Linked DNA regions of Mus musculus: region 2 is linked to region 1. Evidence: chromatin contacts called from public HiChIP or PLAC-seq data. All regions are on one chromosome and are shown on one strand. The core of a region is the stretch at or near the end of the contact, and the rest is flanking DNA. Distances in the headings are between cores, read along the strand shown. Region 1 holds the start of Med24 (mediator complex subunit 24). Region 2 holds the start of Coasy (Coenzyme A synthase).

Region 1 (3,818 bases), core at 573-3,072:
TCAGTAGTGGATAACTTATAATTTGTCCAGCCCAGCCTGTGTAGAATTATAATTTCCTCTCTCTGCTCTTCATTCTCATTCATCTGTGTGGCTAACTTCTACTCACCATAGAGACCTTGGTTTAAACATCACTTCCTTTAGAAAGCCTTCTGTGATTGCTCAGGCAGGACTAGGCATCACTTCCATATCCTCTCTTCATTTCTATACTCTGCCCTAATCATACCATAAACCCCATCGCTCAACGATTAGCGATAGTCTGCATTGCCTTCAACTTCCCTTGTGTACTGGGATCAAATCCCCAGGACTTACCATTGTGTGACAAACATTAACATTTGCAAACACCCAGAGAGGGATTATAATAGCTCAAAGGTAGAACACTTGCCTAGCATCTGCAGGTCCTAGGTTTGATTATCAACACCCACCCACCCCCAAATCAATTGTGGGAGGCGGTAGCAGAAAAATCAGGAATTCAAGTCCATTCTGGGCTACATAAAACACTGTCTCAAAAACAGAAACAAGGATCTGGCAAAGAGGCTCAGCAGGTGAAGGTGTTTGGCGTGCTAATATGAGTTCAAATCCCCAGAAAGGTGGGAAGAACTCTACAAACTCTACAAAAGTATCGTTTTTGTTTTTTTTTTGGTTTTTCCAGACAGGATTTCTCTGTATAGTCCTGGCTGTCCTGGAACTCACGTTGTAGACCAGGTTGGCCTCGAACTCAGAAATCCGCCTGCACCTGCCTCCCCAGTGCTGGGATTAAAGGCGTGTGCCACCACGCCTGGCTACAAAAGTATCTTACCTCCACAAGCATTCTGCGATGTGCATGCCCTCCCCGCCCATAAGTACATGTAGTTTTTTTTTTAAGTTTTACTTGTAAATGTATATGGAGAGAGTAAATAAATGTAATATTCATTCATTACAACAAATGGAGTGTTATTTTTGCAATAAATTAAGCCTAAATGGACAACTGTCAGTTCTCCAGGTGTTTCACCTCCAAAAGCCAAGAGTCGGGAATCTTTACCTGGGAACTAATGGCGTACTTCAGGTACGACAGGATCAGAGGATTGGGGGAAGGCCCAATCATAGCCTGCTCCAGGAGCGCTTCTGCAAGGAAAATTAAAGTAAGGCTGAGTGTTTACAGCTTTTCTGAGGACACCCCTCCCATCCTTCTTTGCCCATTTTACTTGAGACCTGCTAGGTTGAGAATGTCCCAGGTGGCTCCTTTGGGGAAGAATTTTTTCATGTTGATTGCCCATTGGTAGTCACTCCATCGCTCTTTCCAGGCTTGCAAAATGGCCTGCTTCAGGTTCACCACCTTCATGATGTCACTCCAAGGAGGCGAGATGAGTGACAAGGTGGGAGTTTAAAAACGGAGCCAGATGAGAACTGGAGTTCTGAGGGAAAGAACAAGGGAGACATAAATAGAACGGAAATTCGAGAAGGTTTAAGCAAAACAAACAAACAAACAGAAAAATAAACAGAGAGGAAAAAAACTAGGCAGAGTAGAAGGCGTCAAGTTAGCGGCTCTGTCACCTTCTCGGTTTCTGAACAACCGTTTCTCGAATTGGGACAGAAAGTGTCAACAAAGCCCTGAAGCGAGCAGGAAAGGGTTAAGCCCGCTCCGGTTGTCTAATTATGCCCTTCGCTCTAGCTGCGTTCCTCACCACTTCCACCCCAAACCCAGATCTACCCTCTCCCCATTGCCTCTACCTTCCTCGGCCCTGAAGTTGTAATTCCTTCTTTTCCTACATCTACCATCTCCCCAAATTTAAGCCTACCATACAAACCGGTTGTACATCGTAGGCAGCGCCATCTTGACACCTACTAAGGAAATCATTTACCATTGGCCGGCGGCAACACACACCAACCAATAGAAACGTAGCAAGAGGCGAGTCCTGCCACAATACCTTCTGGGAATTGTAGTTCTTTGTCTAAGACTTGTCTAAGCTGCCAAACAGGCAGAAGGATTAATCTAATTGGTTCTGGTGGTTTTTATCTGAGATAATCCGAAGAGCTGAGGTACGCTGGTACCCAGAGTCTCAGGGTCTATGGAGAAACCAACTCTCTGTCTCCCAGTGATGTTGCCATCTATCCCTACCTTCAATCATTCTGATACTGTGGCTATTTCCCAGAAACGAGGCATAACAGTGAATTCTAGCCTGGCTTCTGTTTTGGCTTCTAACCTGGCTTCTATTTGGGTTTTGGCCTTTGTTCTCGAAAGCCCCTGTAGGCACTAGAGCTCTCATTTTCATATTTCTATTCCAAAAGAGACACTGAAGTGTGGGTAGCAGCACACATACCATCATTTTAACCCCAAATCTGACAATTCTCCCAGAATTCACTGATCCTGAATACTGTTTGGATACAAAAGGAAATAAGGAGAAAACAGAAGCTGAGCATGGCACCACGCCCTTAGTGCCAGCACTCAGAAGGCAGAGGCAGCTGGGTCTCTGAGTTTAAGCCTGGTCTACAGAGTGAGTTCCAGGACAGCCAGGAGGACTACACAGAGAAACTCTGTCTAAAAAACACAAAACACAAAAACAAAAACAAAGAAACAAAACAAACAAACAAACAAAACAGAGGAAATATGGGTTAAGATTATTGGGTGTCTCAAAAACTGTTTAAGAAGGCCTCGGGGGCTGGTGAGATGGCTCAGTGGGTAAGAGCACCCGACTGCTCTTCCGAAGGTCCGAAGTTCAAATCCCAGCAACCACATGGTGGCTCACAACCATCCGTAATGAGATCTGACTCCCTCTTCTGGAGTGTCTGAAGACAGCTACAGTGTCCTTACATATAATAATAAATAAATCTAAAAAAAAAAAAAAAAAAGAAGGCCTCGGGATCAAATGTGGTATTGTGGCTAAGACCATTCTGCACATTTGGAGGCAGAGCTTTATCACCCCTCTTTTTCTTGGCTCCCAATCTCATATCCCAAGGAGATAGGTCAGCCTGTTTCTTCAAATTCTGTCTATATTCCCCAACCCATTCCTCTTCTGTCCCACATTCCTCTTTGTACAGCTATGAAAGCACTCTACACTGAACTACAGCCCCCTCCCTGAGCTACCTTTTGACTGAGAATCAGGATAAATATTGAGAAAACAGTCCACATGGGCTCTAAAACTGGCCTTGTAGACATGTAGGAGACTAATAGGATCCTGGGTACCTGGAGCACGCTATGAACAGGGAGAGTATAGCTGGAGTACGGCCAAATCACATCCTTCTAAGATGGGTACTGCCTATGGTCTTCCTCCATCTCTCTCTACACACACACACCCATTTTTATTCTGCTCTTTTGTGCCTTCCCAGGGGATACTATTCGAGAATGGTATTTATACAAAATAGCTGCCAAGAATGTGGAGCCAAATCTTCCAAAGCAGGAAGGAAGGAGTTCTCAGACTCCTGATTCATAACCTTCAGACTCCCCCTCCAAACAGACCTGCACTCCATACTGCCACATTTGCCCGTGGTGAGCCCCCTACTCCTTTCCTGTTACACAGCCCAATACCCTACCACCACCATCACCATCATAAATTGTTTCTGGATACAGCTGCTCTTTCCCTACCCCTCAGAGCTCAAACGGCCCCTCTTGGAAACAGGCTGTCAATTCTGTGAGTGCTCCTTATTGAATTAGTGAGTGTTGGTCCACCCATATGGGAGGGGGTGGAGATATTTAGGCCTGGGGATGGTTAGACTCAGAGCTCAAATCCTTCCCTCTGGCACAAATCCTGGCAGATTTCTGAGAGGGAGGGTGCCCCGCCTCCACCCTTCCTAATGCTGAGAGGCAGCAGCTTTTGGTATTGAGCCATCTGCCTTCCCTGGTC
Region 2 (3,691 bases), core at 794-3,293, 2.4 Mb after region 1:
CATGTATCATGTGGAGGGGGACACATTCCATCGTCGCAGTCACACAGAGTACGGAGATCAGGTGACAAGTTTGTACTCTCTCCCACTACAAGGTTCAATGATTGAACTCAGGTCTTCTGGATTGAACTGTAAGAGCTTCTAACCCATAAGCCAGCAAGTTGGGACAGGCTTTAACAACCACCACCGATTTTTGTTGAATAGCGTTGAATAGCTGGCCTTGAAACTGCTATGTTACTAAGGATGACTGAAATGTCTAATTCTCTGTCCTCTCCTTGTGAAACTAGGGCCAGGCTTGTGGTCCCCACCACTAACACATAATCATGTGTTCCCATGTATATGGGCAGGTGTGTGTGTGTGTGTGTGTGTGTGTGCATGTGTGGAGATCCACAGTTAAAGTCAGGAATCTTGAGTTGCTCCTTATTTGTTGACCCGGAGTCTCACTGGACTTGGAGCCTATGATTCCAGCTTGTCTAGTCTAACACCTTGGCCCCAGGATCCTAGGTCCCTGTCTGCCTAGTGCTGGCATTACAAGAGGACACGAAGGGAAGACCTGGGTTCTGGATATCTGAATGGGGTTCTCTGGGCTTTATCCATGTGCACCTGAATCCTTTCTCTTTTTCATCTGTATACCCTTCTGATCTCATGACCTCCTTAAAAGCTTCATTGATAGTTGTTTTTGTTGTTGTTTCTTTGTGTTTGTTTTTTTGAGACAAGGTTTCTCTGTAGCCCTGGCTGTCCTAGAACTGAAACTGTAGACCAGGCTGGCCTCAGATTCTGCCTGCCTCTGTCTCCCCAGTGCTGAGATCAAAGGTGTGGGTCACCAGTGCCTACACTTGCCGTCTTTTAACTGGTTCACTTTCCCTGGTCTGTGATTGTATTGATTTGTCAGGTCTTTGCTGTTTTCCTGAGCTACCCAACCTGAAAAAGTAACCCTTGCACTCCAGCCTGGGTCTTTCCATCTGATAAATCTTCTTTACTGTCTGATCACCACCAGATGTACTGTGGACTTATTATGTATTGACACCATCCCAACCCCTTCACGCATCTACTTCAGGGAACTTTGTTCTCTGTTCTCTCCTTTTTACCTAGAACAGTTCACTAAATAGACACTCATTGACTAAAAGCAACACTGTGTGGGCTACACGGTAAGATTCTGTTTCAAAACAAACAAACAAACAAATACAAAATGTAACTGTGCCAAATGTAAGACTAACACATGTTTTGATTCCCTTAAACGCCTCTCTAAAATCCAGTTTGAACTGTCTCCTGCAAGAATCTTGATTCCTTAACAAATTAGTTACTTTACAAGGCCAGATTTCTGGACCACAGCACAAGAGTCTCCTCTCCTCCTGTCTGGCTGCAGCACTCCCGCCCTTCCCAGTCCAGGGCCTTGCTAGATAATTCAGGCTGATCTCAAATTTGCAGCGATGGTTCTGGGATCGCACATCAGCGCTCGGCCCTTTACAGGAATCTAGAGGCTAGTTTGCTTCCTTTTTCCGCTATCTCCGTGGATTTGAGATATTTTCTGATGGGCGTCTGGCTTTCCCTTCACGTCCGCCACTACCAAATTTATTAACTCTCCAGTCCTCACTAACTTCTCCGCGAATCCGGACCTCTAGGTCTTCTTCCTTTTCCCCCACCCCGGGGCCAGATATCCCCGAAGCGCTAATGAACTATCCTTGCAAACCTAAGCACGGGGTTAGACGACGCGCAAAGAATTCTATAGAAGGCACCAGACTTCGCCTCTAGGTGTCCCAAAACACTCAGAAAACCAATTTCCTGTGTGTGAAATGGGGATGTGGGTAGAGATATCTAGTAGCATCGCTGGGAACATTGGCTCAGAACAAGCACAGCAAAGCGATCCGACTGTTCCCGATCCTGGCTTTGCCACCTCCTCCTGGCAAACTGGAAGAAGCAAACAACACTGGGAATCCGCGAAAAGGGCTTTGCAGCTCTCTCTGCTCGCTTCGTCTAAGTGGATTCGGTGCCAGGGTTTCGCTCAGCCCGGAAGCCTCTGCCCTCGGCCCCGCCCCGCCCCGCCCCGCCTCGCCCCGCCCCAGGAGTCTCTCGGCGATGCTTTGTTTGATTGCTCTGAGTTCCCGTAGCTCCACGCTTTGAGGCTGGTGGGTAGTGCTTCCGGGCTGCAGCCTAGGACGCCTCCACGGCGGTGTAAGTAGAAGCAGAATCCCAAGAACTCACTGAGTAGGGAAGCAGCCCGAGCCACAGCGTCCCCTCTAGTCCCTCGCCTCCGAGTCTTCGCAGATGGCCGGTTCAGCCTAACAAGAGGGGCTGGGATTCCTGAAGCCCCAGTCCCATGACTCAGGGGTTCCTGGCGGGTTCCCCCTGCCAGGATTCCGGTTTCTATCAGCGAACGCTCCCCTGCCCTGCTCCAGGTCCCTCTTGAGTCCGAGTTCCCCTACAGGCCTCGGCCTCAGCCTGCCTAGTCATTCTCGCTTCGTCTCCCTGACTGTCTGCAGGCCTGGAGAGCATGGCCGTGTTCCGCTCAGGCCTCCTGGTGCTGACAACGCCGCTGGCCACCCTGGCCGCACGCCTGCCTCCCATCCTGACCTCGGCGTCCCGCCTGGTGAATCACACCCTCTATGTGCACCTGCAGCCGGGCATGAACCTGGGGGGACCCGCTCAGCCTCAGGCCAGCCCTGTGCAGGCCACATTTGAGGTTCTGGATTTCATCACGCACCTCTACACTGGTGCCGACCTGCACAGGCACCTGGACGTCAGAATTCTACTGACCAATATCCAAACCAAGAGCACCTTTCTCCCTGTGCTGTCCTCAGTCCAGAATCTGGCCCACCCTCCAGAAGTGGTTCTGACGGACTTCCAGACCCTGGACGGGAGCCAGTACAACCCTGTTAAACAACAGCTAGAGCGTTATGCCACCAGTTGTTACAGCTGTTCTCCACAGCTGGCTTCTGTGTTGCTGTATCCGGATTATGGAACTGGAGAGCTGCCTTTGGAGCCCCCGAATGCCCTCTTACCCTCTACTATAAGGCCGGCTTCCCCGGTTGCCAGATCTCCAAGGCAGCCTGTGCGTGGCTACCACCGTGGGGCCGTGGGTGGCACTTTTGACCGCTTGCACAATGCCCACAAAGTGTTGCTCAGTGTTGCATGTGTACTGGCCCAGGAGCAGCTTGTGGTGGGAGTAGCTGACAAAGATCTGTTGAAGAGTGAGTGAAGGGACCCTGGACTAGGGCAATGGAAGGCAGCCTTCACATTTTCTTGTTCTTCCCCAATGCCAAGATCAAGGAAGGGTAGGGCCACTTCTCAACCTTCCAAAATGCCACAATGTCTGACACTCTGTTATTGCTAAGGGACGTTTGTTTGTTAAATGAATACATGTGGTATCTTTAGTCTGGGGTTCAGTCACTTTTTAACTGAAGTCAGAACTTCCCAAATGGGAACCAAGGACTCTGCACTTCATGGTTGTCCAAGTGATCGGCTCGGAGGTTTGAAACGCTGAAGATAAATGGATAGGAGATGATTGGGGGTGACCCAGTACTGCCATCAACAGTGAGGGGACTCTAAGAATATAGTAGTTCTTGGGGGTTCTCCACCAACTGATACCTATTGGTCCTGCTGCTCTGTAGGCATTTCTTAACTTGTTCTTGGAGTACACGTCAGCTCTCAAAGTGACTGATGCTTGTTTTCCCTTCTGTACCCCCAAACCTGTCCC

The links. HiChIP or PLAC-seq counts read pairs in DNA pulled down with a chosen protein or histone mark.
Region 2: a contact with region 1 is called in an H3K4me3 HiChIP or PLAC-seq map of embryonic forebrain, with 8 times the contacts expected there. The contact joins the promoter of Coasy here to the promoter of Med24 in region 1. A contact is called at or near these places in 2 of 39 promoter capture datasets (liver and neutrophils) and 1 of 115 datasets of contacts at active chromatin or transcription factors (embryonic forebrain).

The regions. Positions count from the first base shown.
Region 1 is chr11:98,727,597-98,731,414 of GRCm38.p6, forward strand. It overlaps Med24 (mediator complex subunit 24), which reads right to left and starts at 1,823. Exons shown (of 26, transcript NM_011869.3): 1 at 1,776-1,823; 2 at 1,189-1,391; 3 at 1,019-1,101. The coding sequence starts at 1,318.
Region 2 is chr11:101,080,522-101,084,212 of GRCm38.p6, forward strand. It overlaps Coasy (Coenzyme A synthase), which reads left to right and starts at 2,044. Exons shown (of 10, transcript NM_001305982.1): 1 at 2,044-2,169; 2 at 2,478-3,185. The coding sequence starts at 2,489. Hsd17b1 (hydroxysteroid (17-beta) dehydrogenase 1) reads left to right here. Exons shown (of 6, transcript NM_010475.2): 6 at 1-6.